2 separate regions of the Bombyx mori genome follow, and region 2 is linked to region 1. A link is a contact called in public Hi-C data. All regions are on one chromosome and are shown on one strand. The core of a region is the stretch at or near the end of the contact, and the rest is flanking DNA. Distances in the headings are between cores, read along the strand shown. Region 1 overlaps LOC101740276 (mitogen-activated protein kinase kinase kinase 11). Region 2 holds the start of LOC101740276 (mitogen-activated protein kinase kinase kinase 11).

What was found. Hi-C and Micro-C count contacts between places; a contact is called where the count stands out from the background.
Region 2: a contact with region 1 is called in a Hi-C map of whole pupa, with 2.0 times the contacts expected there. The contact joins the promoter of LOC101740276 here to the enhancer-like site in region 1. A contact is called at or near these places in 3 of 7 Hi-C or Micro-C datasets (posterior silk gland and whole pupa).

What each region holds. Positions count from the first base shown.
Region 1 is chr18:1,936,594-1,941,159 of ASM3026992v2, reverse strand. All of the region lies in intron 1 of LOC101740276 (mitogen-activated protein kinase kinase kinase 11), which reads left to right. Among protein-coding and RNA genes, the nearest start is that of LOC101740276, 37 kb to the left of the region's middle. Within about 2 kb of position 1,634, at least 5 of the 8 cell types and tissues checked have open chromatin away from gene starts, as enhancers often do.
Region 2 is chr18:1,973,110-1,977,927 of ASM3026992v2, reverse strand. It overlaps LOC101740276 (mitogen-activated protein kinase kinase kinase 11), which reads left to right and starts at 2,527. Exons shown (of 11, transcript XM_038017217.2): 1 at 2,527-3,543. The coding sequence starts at 2,877. It overlaps TRNAQ-UUG (transfer RNA glutamine (anticodon UUG)), which reads right to left and starts at 1,331; the gene lies at 1,260-1,331. LOC101742023 (protein PALS1) reads right to left here and starts at 1,047. Exons shown (of 20, transcript XM_038017128.2): 1 at 361-1,047. The coding sequence starts at 499. It overlaps LOC134200539 (a long non-coding RNA gene), which reads left to right. Exons shown (of 2, transcript XR_009975502.1): 2 at 1-65.

The sequences.
Region 1 (4,566 bases), core at 385-2,884:
GCCGTGTGCACGCGTAACGAACAAGATATTCTTCTTAAAATAAAATATTATGAACACAGAGTGACTACTTCAAAATATACTTATAAGGGTAACAAACGCTCTAATTTCGCTTGCACTTACTAGGCGTCACTATGAAATTAAGCCCACTGAGTTTCTCGCTGGCTCTTCTCAGTGGGTCGCGTTTCCGATCCGGTGGTAGATTCTGTGAAGCACTGCTCCTGCTAGGGTCAGTGTTAGCAACGTTCTCAGGTTAGAGCCTCGTGAGCTAATCTACTCGTCGGGTTACGCTGACCTCTAAGGTTACCACCTAAGGTAGAAAAAAATATTAAGATAATAAGATCAGCGAATGTAATCAAAATTTTAAAACGTTTCAGTACGTGCTCGTAAATGCTGATAACTAAAAATATATTTATATAATTGAAATTAAATCGAATCCACACCATAGCAAAGGTGACTAATGCGATCTCACTAGCAGCACCACGAGAACGAGACCATCTTTATAAAATTAATTAAAAAAATCTCAAACTGCTAGCTCTGAGGAGCGCTATAATAGACGTTAAGCCACTACTACTTTGGAAATAAATAAATAAAAACGTATTTTATGTTTTTAATCGCATGTCTCAAATCGTTTTGTTCCCCTACTGGAGCAACAAGATCGTCTAAGTATAGAATACAAATCAATGAGTATGTATTGGAAGCTAGAGAGGAACCGGATCTGTATCCTGTCGGTTTGTGCTTCCCGACGGCGACGGCGACGTTCGTCTCTTGAATAATTCATTTCACGGGTCGTGTGCGCACTCCGAAGAATGATCGCTTTCGGTTCAAACCAATTTGGCGAAATTGATTCTCGGGAGTGTCCGCTCTTATTGATGTCAACGTTGTCCTATTGTGCGCGAATGTCAAATCAATGTTGCGTTAAGAACGATGAGTACCGTTTAAAGCCGTTTCATTTAGACTTTTTTTTTATTGCTTAGATGGGTGGACGAGCTCACAGCCCACCTGGTGTTAAGTGGTTACTCGAGCCCATAGACATCCATAACGTAAATGCGCCACCCACCTTGAGATATAAGATCTCCAGTATAGTTATAACGGCTGCCCCACCCTTCAAACCGAAACGCATTACTGCTTCACGGCAGAAATAGGTATGGTGGTGGTGCCCACCCGCGCGGACTCACAAAAGGTCCTACCACCAGTAAGTTGAGTATTTTTTTCAGTTTAATATAATTTATTTGAATCGACGTTAATTTGGTAAATTATTCATACAATTATGTGTTTAATGATGTTGTAGCGCGACTGGTAAATCTAGTATGCTGCTCTTTATGCTAAACAGTAGTTTTGAATTATTATGTGAGAATGGTCTAATGGTTTTATTAGTATTGCTTTTTACTCTAGCAATACAGCGACCGAGTGCGAGGATTTCCTGTGCCGTAAAATGTATTACATTTTTAATTGGGCGCGTGGTGTTATCGCATATTATATTTGTTTTCATTATTTGTCTATATAATATTGGGTTTCCCCGAAACTTATCGCTCGATTTGCGTAAATTCTTTTTTGTTCGGTAAGGAAGTTCTCCAGTCGATCCCACAGAAACAAATTAACCCAAAGGTTATCAACGAACCAAAAGGTTATCAATCAACCAAAGTTGACTGTTTTTTTTTAAGTAACACTATGTGAAGCCGATGTTTTGCACCAATTAAATTTTTATTATATTGAGATTATGTTGATAAACAAGAATTCTTTGAACTATACGTTTTATTTTTAATAATTAATTCACACTCATTTACATACCGCATACAAGATGGCAAGAAGGAAGGATGTACAAAAGTGGCGCCATTTAGTGTTACACTATAAATAAGAGCAGAGCATACAGCCTAAAATCAATAAAATTTTATCCAATATATTATACCACTTATAAAATTATTGGGACCATAAGATTATTAAAAATTTTGAGATTACAATTTTTAAAATTTTGTTTTCACGTACATAACTAAGTATGTAATTATTTTTGGAAAGAACATACATACTTACTTCTTTTAATAACCATTTTTTTTTCTGGTACGATACAATTATAATTTTAAGTCAACGATAAACTTTTAAAGAAAAAATACCCGAAATACCTGATTTAAATAATCTGGATCAATTTGATGAAGGATTTTTATTCAATGTTTCAGCTAAACATGCAAACGTATTTCTTTGTTCTTTTTAGTTCTTGATAAACGTGTGAATTGCTCACGGCTCACTATCATATCGGTTCGTTTCCATAGAACTTTCTAGTAAGTGTATTTGGGTGGGCCGTATGCTCGTCTGCCTATACGGCAAAAATTATATAAGCTAACAGAGGTAAAATGTAACTTTTTAGAATTTAAGTGAGATAATATTAAAAATCCTGTAATGGAGCTACAAATTCCATGTGCTGTAGAAATAGCATCAATGGACGAGTAGTTGTTATTAATAAATAAATTCGTTGTTTACGGAAAATGTTTAGGTTCTTACATGTGTAGCATACATTTTATCAACGTTCGACATTATGTTTTGCAGGAAATAAGCAATATTCAGTCATTCCAATGACGTTTAGTTCACATATTATAATTTTGAAATAGTTATTTGTAATCGTAACGGGAAAATTAACGGACTGATTGATTTTCTATTCTATTCTATCAGCCTACAGACGTCCACAGCTGGACATAGGTCTCCCCCAAGCCTCGCCACAACGATCGGTCCTGCGCTGTTTGCATCCAGCGGATCCCCGCGATCCCTGATAGGTCGGTCCATCTTGTGGGAAACCTACCCACGCTACGTCTTCCGGTACGCGGTCGCCATTCAGCAAGTCTTCAGCCCCAACCGTCATCCGTTCTACGAGCAATGTGCCATGCCCACTACCACTTCAACGTCGCAATCCTGATTCATATCTGCTAAAACCAATGCGTTTCGGTTTGAAGGGTGGGGTAGCCGTTGTAACTATACTGAGACCTTAGAACTTATATCTCAAGTTGGGTGACGCATTTACGTTGTAGATTTCTATGGGCTCTGCTAACCACTAAACACCAGGTGGGCTAAGAGCTCGTCCACCCATCTAAGCGATAAATTAAAAAAACTTACGTGCCCATCATGCATGCTTAAGTCATACAAACTTAATGCGACAAAGTCACATGGGCTCTGAAACGGACCCGACGTACTCGTGTTGCATATTATGCAGCTATATAGGTCGCTCGTAAAATTGTTTGTTTAGTCCGCCCACAGTTACAAACGATGTCGGTGCTCATACGATGGGAAATACGCTGTGAGGATCTAAAAATGGTGTTGAACGTCACTACGAACCTTAAAATTAAAAATGCTTATTTCTGTGCTTAAGCAGTAATGCGTTTCAATTTGAAGGGTGGGGCAGCCGTTGTACTGTAATTTGTAATTTATGTTGTAGATGTCTATGGGCTCCGGTAACCACTTGACATCAGATGGGACGTGACCTGGTCCACCCACTTAAAGCAATAGAAATAAAAACTCAATCCTAGAAATACGAAATTATCGAACAGAAAAGTGAATATAGCAATACGTAAATGTTTCCTTTTTTTTTATTGCTAGATGAGTGGACGAGCTCACAGCCCACCTGGTGTTAAGTGGTTACTGGAGCCCACAGACATTTACGACGTAAATGCGCCACCCACCTTGAGATATAAGTTCTAAGGTCTCAAGTATAGTTACAACGGCTGCCCCACCCTTCAAACCGAAACGCATTATTGCTTCACGGCAGAAACAGGCAGGGTGGTGGTACCTACCCGTGCGGACTCACAAGAGGTCCTACCACCAGTAATGTTTTTAGGTGTAATATTTTGTGTTGTGCAATATTCTGAAATGTATAAGATAAAAGGAATAATAGATAACATTGAAGGTCAATAAGGTTATCATTTCGCATTAATAATAGAATCTATATATATAAAAATGAATTGCTGTTCTTAGTCTCGATAACTCGAGAACTGCTGGACCGATTTGGTTAATTTTGGTCTTGAATTATTTGTGGAAGTCCAGAGAACTTTCTCCTGGATTATCCTGCGCCACTCCTGCCAGCGTATTGAACTTCTGCCTCCGGGCCTTCTTCCGCATACCTTGCCTGTTACCAGCAGCTTCTCTAAATTGTCACCTCTCTTTCTGGCAATGTGTCCAAAGAACTCGAAACTCCTCCCCGCGTTAGCCCACTGAGTTTCTCGCCGGATCTTCTCAGTGGGTCGCGTTTCCAATCCGGTGGTAGATTCTGCAAAGCACTGCTCTTACTAGGGCCAGTGTTAGCAACACTCCGGTTTGAGTCCCGTGAGCTCACCTACACGTTAGGGCGAAGCTGATATAGCCTCTTAAGGCTATCAGCATAGGTATGAAAAGAAAAAAGAAAAAAAAAACCGCGCGCATATAATGCTGAGTCGCATCTGTGATACTGTACAGGCAATAGCTACCTATTAAAGACGAAAATGTATGTCGGTTGACGAACTTTGGCGAAAATTCTACCTAACTGTGTTACCTTTGTCTATTTATTATATACACACGACATGTTATAAACTTTTTACATTATTTCGTTAT
Region 2 (4,818 bases), core at 1,278-3,777, 36 kb before region 1:
TTTAAGAGTTATTTAATTGTCTACATATAACAAATAAATTAATTTCAGTTCATTTCATTTTATTACCCATTGTGTTTTATTTATTAAAATGTAACTAGTAGACTTAATATAAACGTAATATAATATAATATAATATAATATAATATAATATATAACTTAATATAAGGTAAATTCAAAACTGATGCATGTGTATAATTTTGTCCTATAAATAAATTTTATATGGTCACCACATTAGACAAGGACACCGCGACCAAAAAGTATTCTCTTTCGAGACCGATTTCTCGGCATTAGACAGCACTCCAGTTGTAGGTACTTATTAACTCCATGTTCATAATATATCTTATTAATGTCTAAACTTACCATATAATTTCACTTTATTGTCTTTAGTTTGTACAACGATTATAACGTATCCTTCTAGGTCGACAGATTTACATTTTACTGTGGTCATTTTGTCCATTGTGCCGCTTATTTGTGTCGTAGGAGCGTTGAACGTGTTCATTTTTGATTTACATAAAAATCGCACTAAAAAAACTTGACTATGACTTGAAATGAAAATTTGTTATGAATTCGCTTATCTTCGGCCAACGTTTACGCCAATGCCATTTCAAACTAAATTTACGTTTGAAAATAAAAAAGGCTTTGTTAATTTTCCACATTTTTTCAAAATCAACCAGGGGCTAATTCGGCCATTATAAAATTTTATGTTCTCGCTTGTTTTTTTTATAAACAGAATTAAAAACTAAATAACCAATTCAATAATAATCCTCTATTGAGTTCTATTCTTCTAGTTTGAAGTAAGACAGTAGATTTTGTCTAAGATTTTCACGTTGATATCTCATGTTGCATGTTGTTCACTTCACAGATCGCGCACTGTTTTTCAACTCACAACAATTCAATAGACCACTTTTAACGATATAATTTGGTTACTATACGAAAATAATAATGTTAAACGTATTTTTGGACTATTTGTCCGATTTTCCGGCGTGTAAACGTGTTTTAGAGGATGAGCGACCCTACATCCGCGGGCTGGGTGTTCGCCGCGAATACGACTATCCCATTTTCACGCGATCAATAATGCTCCCCTACCCAGCATCCCTTCAGAGCTCAGACTCCCACAGAGAAACTGCGCTCCAGCTTAAAAAATAACTATATATGTAGTCTAACGTAGCGTTTCAGAATTTAGTTTTCACTTCGGGACTTTTAATTTCAGTACAAAAATTAAAAATAAAATTATACTTTTTTAAATTGGCAACAAATAAAGGTCCCACCGAGATTTGAACTCGGATCGCTGGATTCAAAGTCCAGAGTGCTAACCATTACACCATGGGACCGGTGAAGGACAGTAACAAAAATAAGTATATCTAAAAAAAACATATAAATAACTTTTGAATTGTTGTTAAAAATATTTAAAAAAATATTTCGATGCATACAAATTAGTTAAGTACCTGTCAAAATGTGTTTCATTTGATTATGCTGTTTTAAATGTAGATGGCGCTTAACACCACCCAAAGCGAATGCACTAATATTGCAGTAGCGACATCTAGCGAGCATAATTTTTTAAATTAGGAGTGGATAATAGAGGGCTCTTAAAGGATACCTAGCTTTTGTTTTTTTTTCTACCTAAGCTAATTAATGGTCTTGAGAGACCATATTCAGCGTCACCGGGGGAGTAGGTGATCTCTCGGGAATCAAACCTGACAATGTTACTAACACGAACTCTAGCAAGAGTCGTGCTTCGCAGAATCTACCACCGGATCGGAAACGCGACCAACTGAGAAGGTCCGGCGAGAAACTCAGTGGGCTGTGTCTCTGGGTTAATTTACTCGCCGAGTCCTTCATCGCAAGCGACGGGTTCGACGAGAACAATGACCGGATAACTTTTGGAAAACCGCATTAAGCTATGTTTTACCCAACAATGTCGGTACATTAATGCTTATTAAATATATATATATATGTAGCTACTTGGGTTCTTCGGGTTCTTCCAAAAAGTTCATTGAAATAGTGTCGATAAATTACCATTTTAATGAAGCTTTATTTCTTCCTATCTCATCTTGTTTCATTTAATTTCTTCTCAGTTACATAAAACATAATATATAATCAATTTCATCGCATTTCGCCTCGTATCATCTTCCATGTGTATATTGTATTTAATAATTGAAGATTTTTATAAACTTGAAACTGGCAGCAATGGCGTCTCAAGAAGCCAATCTTCATACTTACTAAAAAAGAAAAAGTATCTAGCAGATGACACCAAAATAAGTCATTTTTTTCTACAATGCAACCAACAAATACTAACGTTTTAGCTTTGTTTCGATCTCTTTAATTTAGTATTAGCAAGCACGTTATTTATGTATTAGTTGATATGGTCAATTTCAAAAAAGATGCGGATAGTTTTCATGTTTTAATCATTTTATTATAAGTTGTATTGCAAAAAAAAAGTACAATGCTAATACAATTTTAAACTCGATTTTTTCAAGAATTTGGAATAATTTCACATTGTCTCTTCATCAAAAGTGGCAACACCATATGTCAGTTTATCACTGACTTCGCTACGGTATGGTTGTCATTTCGTCCATCTATTTAATAACGTGATAGATGAATGGAAAATAATTAACTTTATCGGAGCGAAGATATTCGCTTTTTAATCTCGAACGTCACGCCGCGTGTGCTTTATCAAACGAGTGTTATAAAAAGATTCACTTTACACTACAAACCGCCATGATCGATGGAAGAAACAAAGATGGCGGAATAATACGGTGATCCTAACCAAATTGTTTTGCGGTGTGTAGCGTTATGTGCTGTGGTGAGTGGAGGCTGCAGCTGTGTCGAGGCGCTTGAGAGAGGAAGAGAGGAGCGATGGGGGCGCGGCCGGGGTGATGCCGCCGGCCGGCCGCGGGGCCATGGCGGCCGAAGAAGAACGCCCGCCGCTCGCTCTCTTCACTGCTGTATTCGACTACGTTGCCCAAGGCGAAGACGAGCTCTCCCTTCGGCGCGGAGAGATAGTTGAAGTTCTTTCCAAAGACGCAAACATTTCGGGGGACGAAGGATGGTGGACGGGGAAAATCGGGGACCGCGTTGGTATATTCCCGGCCGAGTACGTCACGGAAGAGGACCCTTTAGCTGTGGAACCACCCCGGGTGTCCTTTTCCGAGCTCAAACTCGAAGAAGTGATCGGCGTCGGTGGCTTCGGGAAAGTATACCGCGGCTATTGGAACGACGAAGTAGTCGCGGTGAAGGCGGCTCGACAAGACGCGAACGAAGATATCGAGGTGATCAAGGAGAGCGTACTACAGGAGGCACGATTATTTTGGGTGTTACAACACGAAAATATAGTGTCTTTGAAGGGTGTGTGTTTAGAAGAGCCGAATCTGTGTTTGGTAATGGAGTATGCCCGTGGAGGGCCTCTCAACAGAGTGTTGTCAGGACGTAAAATTCGACCAGACATCCTGGTGGATTGGGCGATACAGGTAGCCAAGGGAATGGCATACCTTCATGTTGGGGCACCTCTATCGCTCATACATCGCGACCTCAAGAGCTCTAATGGTAAGCGTTAATAACATAAGTGTTTTAAAAATTAAGTGTGTATCATATAATCTTGAAATTAATTAGTTACACTGTAATTAGGTATAAATTTCTATGACAAGCATCTGACAGCACATAAATCAAAATGAATTTATAAATTATATCACATAGATAAGACAAACTGAAGTAATTCTTCAGACCTAAATAAAGATTTTCTACTATTTTCTATGAACATTATTGAGTTTTGGAACTTAATAGATACTGTATGAGATGCAGCCCAAAAACAACTTACCAGCTGATCACCACACAAAGAAAGGATAAAAATCTTTTACTTGCTTCCTTATAACTTCTGGATAAAATAGTATCCTAAATTCAGTTTTATATGAAACAGAGGAACAGTGGGACAAATACATATTATTGCTGGTATATTTTGTTCATGGACAGGTAGGTACCATAATTGTACTTGATCTTTTAATTTTGTGTTTTGATATATACCTGTATTATATCATAATGTAGAGATTTTGGACTCATATGTGGTCAGGCCTTTGGTTCAGTAACTCTTAATGCTAGGTGGGTCATGAGCTTGACAAAGCCTTGCTGTACCATCTTTAGCTGTTGCACAAATTATACTTTGGCCTTAACCATGGTAATCCTTTTGTACCAATACAATCCAGACAAGAGGTAGTTTTAGGTGTCATTGACAATGTCTGGTATATTGCTAAGGATAGCCTATCAAAATAGAATTTGCGTTATTTTAAAATAGTATATTTTGTTGTAGTTTACAATGTGCCATATGCTTATGCTCTGGATTAATGATGGGTGTACCAGTTATTGAAGAGTGATGTTTACAACTTTATCTACTACAGGGTTTTCTATGTGTCGTACATTTCTTAAGTTTTGTAAAGTAAATGGTTTAATAATCTCACATACTCCTCCTCCTCCTTGCATCGTGTTCCTCAGTGCTGAGGTCGTTGATAGCGACTTGATTTTGGAGTCTAATGTTGACTTCATTTGATTGGACCTGTGTGTGGTACTACACCCCTTTGGCCTCCTTCCTTCCACTTAGTAATGGAATACATTACACTGGTATTCCTTCCACTGGGAAGGAATACCAGTGTAATGTGTAGTTTTTCAAGATTGTCAGCCTTATCCCTCACAATGTGAAGTTGTTTCTCAGATTGTGGTTCACATAATTATACACCATATAAATTCTGCATTGTCATTATTTTATTGTGCAAACCAATCAACAGGCACATAGACATCATAGTTTAATGACACCACTCATCCTGGGAGAAG